Regions from separate parts of the Mus musculus genome. Here region 1 is linked to region 2. The links are chromatin contacts, called in public Hi-C maps. All regions are on one chromosome and are shown on one strand. Each heading gives the region's core, a stretch centred on a gene start, on an enhancer-like site or on the middle of the called end of the contact. The rest is flanking DNA. Distances are from core to core; before and after follow the strand shown. Region 1 has its middle 79 kb from the start of Gm40042. Region 2 has its middle 16 kb from the start of Gm23096.

Region 1 (3,782 bases), core at 236-2,735, 460 kb before region 2:
GCCCTCAGGCTTGGCTAAGAGTAGCCCCTATTTAGAGAAGAACTTACGTGCAAACTGGAAGTAGACTTTGATTGGGTGTAACTGATGTGGTTCATTGAAGACAGGATTATCTTCTCTCTCTTTGGTCATGGCAGCTGTAGGCAGTGTAGCTGCCCATGACTTCGACAAATAAACCAACTTTACATTTACCAAGTCGTTTGCTGATAGTCTGCTTGGCATAGTCATGTGCTTGGAAACAAATACTACCAGATGTTTTTCTTAAAACTACAGATGGACAGAATTCATTTTAAAGAAACTTTTAGCCATATATTGAAATCTGAAAAATGGTAAATATGAGACTTATTTTTTATTGATAAAGAATATTTTCTTATAGAGAAAGTATGTAATTGACCCCAGTAATTAGACTATTACAAAAGTGTTTTCTTTTTAGTTAACCAACAGGTCACACTCTAGAGTAAGTATAATAAGGTATTGAAGTATTACAAAACTGGATTAAAAAGAAGAAGAGTCATGGATTGAGATTTAGAAATATTTAAATTTTTTCTTTCGTTTTTCTTTTTTTTTTTTCCCCTTTCTTTTAGCCTGCATATGCATGCTGGTAAAGGATCACTTAATTACTATCATTTCAGGGATTTTTTCTTAATTTCTTTTTTTATTAGATATTTTCTTTATTTACATTTCAAATGCTATCTCCTTTCTTAGTTTCCCCTCCGAAAATCTCTTACCCCCTTCCCTTTCATCCTCCTCCCAACCCACCTACTCCCGCTTCCTGGCCCTGGCATTCCCTTATACTGGGGCATAGAGTCTTCGCAGAACCAAGGGCCTCTCCTTCCACTGATGACTGACTAACGCATCCTCTGCTACATATGCAGCTAGAGCCATGAGTTCCAGCATGTGTTTTCTTTGATTGGTGGTTTGGTCCCAGGGAATTCTCGGGGTACTGATTAGTTTATATTGTTGTTCCTCCTATGGGGCTGCAAACCCCTTCAGCTCCCTGGGTACTTTCTCTATCTCCTTCATTGTGGACCCTGTGCTTTGTCCAATGGATGGCTATGAGCATCCACTTTTGTATTTTTCAGGCACTGGCAGATTCAAACTGAAGCAACAGTAGATTGATTTTAGTAAGCTGGCACACTGGAGTGGCCATATCTAATGGGAGCAACAACAGTCATGAAGCCAGAACAGCTGCTTGACAAAGATCCAACAAAGCCGAGCCACACGATGCGTCACCATTGTATAACCTTTCACTTTTGGTCTTTCTCTCCAAGTGTTTCATGCGTAGGGAGCTTTTAATATTTGTAAAACGTGACGATATTAGACTGATGGGAAATGCATGTCTTCTCTCAGAAGTACTGCTTCTAAGCTGCCCCAAGAAAGTCCTGAGCCTGTTATCCCTCCAACTTTTACAGAGATACCCTTATCTGGCTGTACTTGAAGGTCTTCCTTGTGCCCTGGAGATTCTGACTCACATGAAAATGGGAGAGGTCTTATGAGACGCCAGCTCCAAAATACTGTCTTGGAACATCTGCTCCTGCACTTATTCAGGAACCAGACAATTAGAAGAAAGTTAACTTCAAAAGGTAAGCAGGATTTGGTGGGCTAGAGGAGTGAGCAGCAGATCAGACAACAAGCCTCTTCCTCCTGTGTGCTCAGATGATTACATGGCTTATAAAATTGGGGGCTATATATGGTATGCCCTTTGAGAAAAAGATACAGCAACAAACTTAGATTGGCTGGAGTTACCTCTGCCCCTATACAGAGGCTTACTTATACTAATGTAGAAAACCTGCCTGAGAAGATGGCCTAGTCGGCCATCATTGGGAGGAGAGACCCTTGGTCTTGTAAGATTATATGCCCCAGTTCAGGGGAATGCCAGGGCCAGGAAGCAGGAGTGGATGGGTTGAGGAGCAGGGTGGGTGGGTGGGGGCTATAGGGGACTTTCAGGATAGCATTTGAAATATAAATGAAGAAAATATCTAATAAAAAGAAAAAGGAAAAAAGAAAAAGGAAACCTGCCTGAATAAATAATAAAAGAACAAGGTATCGGGATTGCCCTTTCTTAGGAAGGCTAGCTAGCTCATACAGGACCACTGTGGTATTGTATGACCAAAGAACAAAATAATATGAAGATTAGACATAAAAATAAAACTACAAATAAATAAAATATAAATTTTGTATTATGCCAGAAATTGAATAGTAACCGCAGCAGCTTTGGCTTGAAGATTTCTCTTGGGCCTAATGACAATTGGGACTCTGATCATTAAAAGTTGATAATGTCTTATTGACAGTGTCTTTTGCCTTGCAGAAGCTTTGCAATTTTATGAGGTCCCATTTGTCAATTCTCATTCTTACAGCACAAGCCATTGCTGTTCTATTCAGGAATTTTTCCCCTGTGCCCATATCTTCGAGGCTTTTCCCCACTTTCTCCTCTATAAGTTTCAGTGTCTCTGGTTTTATGTGGAGTTCCTTGATCCACTTAGATTTGACCTTAGTACAAGGAGATAATTTGCATTCTTCTACATGATAACCTCCAGTTGTGCCAGCACCATTTGTTGAAAATGCTGTCTTTTCTCCACTGGATGGTTTTAGCTTCCTTGTCAAAGATCAAGTGACCATAGGTGTGTGGGTTCATTTCTGGGTCTTCAATTCTACTCCATTGGTCTACTTGTCTGTCTCTATACCAGTACCATGCAGTTTTTATCACAATTGCTCTGTAGTACAGCTTTAGGTCAGGCATGGTGATTCCACCAGAGGTTCTTTTATCCTTGAGAAGAGTTTTTGCTATCCTAGGTTTTTTGTTATTCCAGATGAATCTGCCGATTGCCCTTTCTAATTCATTGAAGAATTGAGTTGGAATTTTGATGGGGATTGCATTGAATCTGTAGATTGCTTTTGGCAAGATAGCCATTTTTATTATATTAATCCTGCCAATCCATGAGCCTGGGAGATCTTTCCATCTTCTGAGATCTTCTTTAATTTCTTTCTTCAGAGACTTGAAGTTCTTATCATACAGATCTTTCACTTTCTTAGTTAGAATCATGCCAAGGTATTTTATATTATTTGTGACTATTGAGAAGGGTGTTGTTTCCCTAATTTCTTTCTCAGCCTGTTTATCCTTTGTGTAGAAAAAGGCGATTGACTTGTTTGAGTTAATTTTATATCCAGCTACTTCATTGAAGCTGTTTATCAGGTTTAGGAGTTCTCTGGTGGAATTTTTAGGGTCACTTATATATATACTATCATATCATCTGACTGTTTTTAGTTGATAGATATACTCTATAATGTTAGGGAAACAGGATGGTGGTGGCTATATTTTGTAAGGAGACACTTAATATATCTTTTCTAGGTCCTGGGGCCATAGCCTATTATTTAAAATGAGATCTTTTGTATTTATCTCAAAAACTCCACAAACCTTACAAAATATTATATTTATTTGGTTTGTGAGTGTATGTGTGCTAGGCATATGAGTGCATGCGTGCACAAGAGCATGTTTTGAAGTTGAAGAAAAACTTGTTGGAACTGATTATCTCTTTCCACCATATGAATTTCAAGGCTGAAACTCAGGTCAGTAGGCTTGGTGGCAAGTGTCATCTCACCAGCCTGGGATGACAGACAGATATTACTGAAGGTAAAACAGAAGTGCTTATTTCCTGGACTACTCCTTCCATTCTAATTTGAAAAGGAATGCAATAGGAGGCAACCTTGATATGATGAGAAGCCTTGAATTATAGTGTCCTTGAATTATGATTTTCAGGGAGCCCATTGAAGAAGCAAGCCACTTA
Region 2 (3,689 bases), core at 1,128-3,627:
TTTAGTTATAGATAAGAAAGTACTTACTCTTGAGACAAAGAACTGAGTGATGTTGTTGATCCCCAGGTGGAAGAGAGGGTTGTCATGGTCTATTAGCACAGGTAGACTAGACTCCGATGACTTATAATTGGAAAACATTTTTGTTGTCCTGGGATGAGATCCAACCATACTGGTGAGTATTACAATAGTGAATATTACCTGATGGCAAGACTTCTCTTCTCCCTTCGAGGGATATCTGTGATATCTGAATATGCTTTTGTTTTTCACCGGGAGTATTAATATGTATCATGTGTCCAAGAAACATTTGTTGAACAAGTAAGAAGTATGTCATTTAATATATGGAATGGACTAACATCTTGCTTGCCTTCAATTTCATCATCAAACCTTGATTTTTTTCTTCGTATTATTTTTTTTTTCTAATACCATGGCTAAGTTGATTATCTCTGGTCTCTTGTACAAAATTAAAAACTTTGAAATTCAGGCCCATGTAGTACTTGAGTCCTTCCATTTGGTGAAACTGTGAGGGGCTAGCCTGGCCTAGCTGGATTGCCAGATCCAGCCAGAGGCTGTGGGCTGAGATCTGGGAAAGGAGCCACACAAGCGTGCCAGTAAGAGTCCCCAGCTGGAAGCACTCACAATCCTTCATCCCTGTGTTGCATGCAGTTCACATTGAGAAGGCTCAGGCTCAGACTGCAGGGCAGTGGCACAGCTGTGAGGTTCTGGGTTACCCAGGAATTTCTTAGCAAAGGTGCTTCTAGACCTTTCTTCATCTTAGCGTTGTGCTCTGGGTCCCACTTGCCAATCAGCTTAGGAAAGAATTCTTCCAAGAGCCGCCCAGGCCTTTCGTGTTTGCTCTGTCTAGGCAGAGGAGGCAGTGATGCAACCTGGGTTTCTCAGAGGAAAAATGTGAGTCGGGAGGCCACTGTCTTGCAGCTATTGGAGGAGAAGAGCTGTTCTACCTCAGGGAAGTAGGTGGTACTGTCCAGCACAGCCTGAACCACTTGAGTACACAGTGGCACACGTGATGCTGCCGGAGTGGGAGGAAGGGCACCACAGCATCCAGCAGGTGCTCCTCCATGATGCCAGACCGCCAGAAGCCATGCTGAGGGTTATCCATCACAGCTCGGGAGATTACTGGCTCCACCTCCTGTAGGCTGATATCTTCCCTGTCCCCGAGGCTGCGCCAGGCCTCCAGGGCCACCTGGTTGATTTGCTCACCGCCAGAACTGCTGATAAATATGAAGATGGTTTGGCGATAGTTGGTCCCATACACAACCCAAGAAGGGCCCAGGAAGAGCAGCGCAGCAAAGCCACTTCCCAGGCCGCCCGAACAGCCGGAGGATCGAGCCCCAGGGCTGGCAGCTGTGCCTCACCACCACCATCTGGTTGAGGCCCAGTTTCGGTCAGAGGCTGCCCACCGCCCTTCATATTATTTTTAACATTTCTTTCTTTTCTCAGACTCTGAAAATATTTGCATTAGTTCCCTGATTTTTCTACTCATATCTGTGTTTTCAACCTTTACAACGATTTGATTTTCCTGTTGCCATGTTATTCCTTTTCGTTTTCTATATTTTTATACATTATTTTATTTATTTACATTACGAATGGCATCCCCCTTCCCTGTTTCCCCTCTTCAAACCCCCTATCCCATCCTCCCTCCACCCTGCTTCCAGGAGGGAGCTCCCCCACCAACCCACCCACCCACTTTTCTAACTTTCTGAAGATGCTCTAATAATTTTCTTACAACTAGGATTTTACTATTACCCGAAATGAAACTTGAATACTATCAGAACACTAAAATCCAGTTTAATGCTTTATCATACTTTTAATAATTAGAATTTTACAGTTTGTTTTAACTATGATGTTTTACAAAGCAGTTGCTTTAAGTAGTAGTTGAGAAGGTCACCACCAATACACATTTTCTAGTAACTAACTCTGTTTGGATCTTTGAATACACTTCTCATACTCTATCAGGGGCATCAGGTACCCGATCCTATCCTTTCTGGGTCTATTACTTTAGGGATTAGGGGAAGGATATTGTTTCATATTTGCTGGTTGTCAAGATAAATTTTTCTTCAATGGCTTGACAAAAAAAATAAATAAATAAAAAGAGGAGGAAACTACATTTTTAAGACCCTGAACCCATTATTCACATTCACCACAAAACTCTGTTACAGAAAATATCTGGAGGATAAAAACAAATTGCTGGTCACACCAGTGAGTGGAAACTGTTGCTCTGGAAAGAAAAGAGTGGAAAAATGAGATGTTTGAGTCACACATTTTGGCTTCCCTCTGACTCTTAGAAGCTAGACAGCCTATTTTCACTTGCATCTGTGTTACTGTCTTTTCTCCATCATGGCCTTGGAATGAACTACTCCAGCAAGGCAGCTTGAAACAAAAACATACATATACATTGGCAGGAGTCTTCAGGCTCTTTTTAGAATCCTGGCTTTTAAGTCAGCTTGGCTCCTGGCCAAAGTTAAAAGAAAAAAGATCAACAGTTAAACAGCTGGTACCAATTATCCTGACTGCAGTGGGTGTACACGCTCAAGTGTCAGAGGAGCAAGCGGAGCCTATGACATAATGGGCTAGTTATTTCAGAACTGGACTGTGGTACTTAGCTCCGCTTGCCAGTTGGCATCTCTTTAAGAAATCTTCAGAGTTATTGCACCCAAACTCTTGTAATCAACAATCACTACTATATTAGTGTGTTTGTGATCCACAGAAATCATCATGAAACTGTGCATTAACTCCACTTGAATTTGTTAGTGGTAAAAAAAATGCCTTAGAAAAAATTAGATAGATAAGTGGTTTCTATAAATACTTGTTTGATAAGCAGTTTGCTTGGACACTAGCACAGAGCTATGTGGCTTGAAATTTGAAATGCACTGTGTTAATTAACAAAACAAAAAACGTATTATTTGAAATGTTTCAACCTGGCAATTTACTTACAATGTATTTTCTCTCAAGTTCATTTATAGAAACAATGAGAAAACTAGAGAGATGCTCAATCCACTTAAAATATACTAAATTTTTGTAATGTATTTTTATATTTAAACTTGATTTTATAATCTATCCTTTTTTAGGAGCTACGTGAAGTTACTTTTCTGTAGAACCAGAAGGAAACTCTTGGCCCTATTGACCAGAAAGAATTTGGAAGAGACAAAAACTCTAGTTGATAAGTTTTCTCCGTGGGAACTACATGTCTAAATTTGGCAAGGTTTACTGGTTTTAATATGTTCCACTCTGAAATAGAAACTCTCTTAAGTTTACTTTAGGAAAAAAATAAATAAATCCATTGCTCTCAATCAGGATGAGCATCTCACAAATCACAAAGAGGATTTTGTAACTAGGCAACCAGGGTCAGGGAGACAGTAAGCAGGGCCTGCTGAACACACAGCAGGCAGAGAGTGAGTCTGAGCTGGGAGGCACAAATTGAACATAGGATTTTGAAGCACTCCTTTTAAAAACACATCATTCCGTAATACCTTGCAGGTGTGTACCATGAAAAGCAGCTGCTCTAAACTCATGCTTTGAAGAAAAAATATTTTATTCAGAATATTCTCCAGAATAAATGTATCCTGATTAGCCAAAGAAAACTGGAAAACAAAACCTTCGGGTCTTTTTGTTACTCATGCCATCTCAGTTGAGTGTTAAGTGGACATTTGCCTCTGCTAGACAAAGATATA

What was found. Hi-C and Micro-C count contacts between places; a contact is called where the count stands out from the background.
Region 1: a contact with region 2 is called in a Hi-C map of muscle stem cells, with 2.5 times the contacts expected there. The contact joins two enhancer-like sites. A contact is called at or near these places in 1 of 39 promoter capture datasets (cranial neural crest), 2 of 484 Hi-C or Micro-C datasets (muscle stem cells and myocytes) and 1 of 115 datasets of contacts at active chromatin or transcription factors (fibro-adipogenic progenitors).

Annotation. Positions count from the first base shown.
Region 1 is chr3:50,103,099-50,106,880 of GRCm38.p6, reverse strand. No RefSeq gene overlaps it. Among named protein-coding and RNA genes, the nearest start is that of Gm40042, 79 kb to the right of the region's middle. Within about 2 kb of position 1,485, at least 17 of the 459 cell types and tissues checked have an H3K27ac peak or open chromatin away from gene starts, as enhancers often do. A contact at or near this core is called in muscle stem cells and myocytes, where this site is marked.
Region 2 is chr3:49,641,334-49,645,022 of GRCm38.p6, reverse strand. It overlaps the pseudogene Gm29741. Among named protein-coding and RNA genes, the nearest start is that of Gm23096, 16 kb to the left of the region's middle. Within about 2 kb of position 2,377, at least 101 of the 459 cell types and tissues checked have an H3K27ac peak or open chromatin away from gene starts, as enhancers often do. A contact at or near this core is called in muscle stem cells and myocytes, where this site is marked.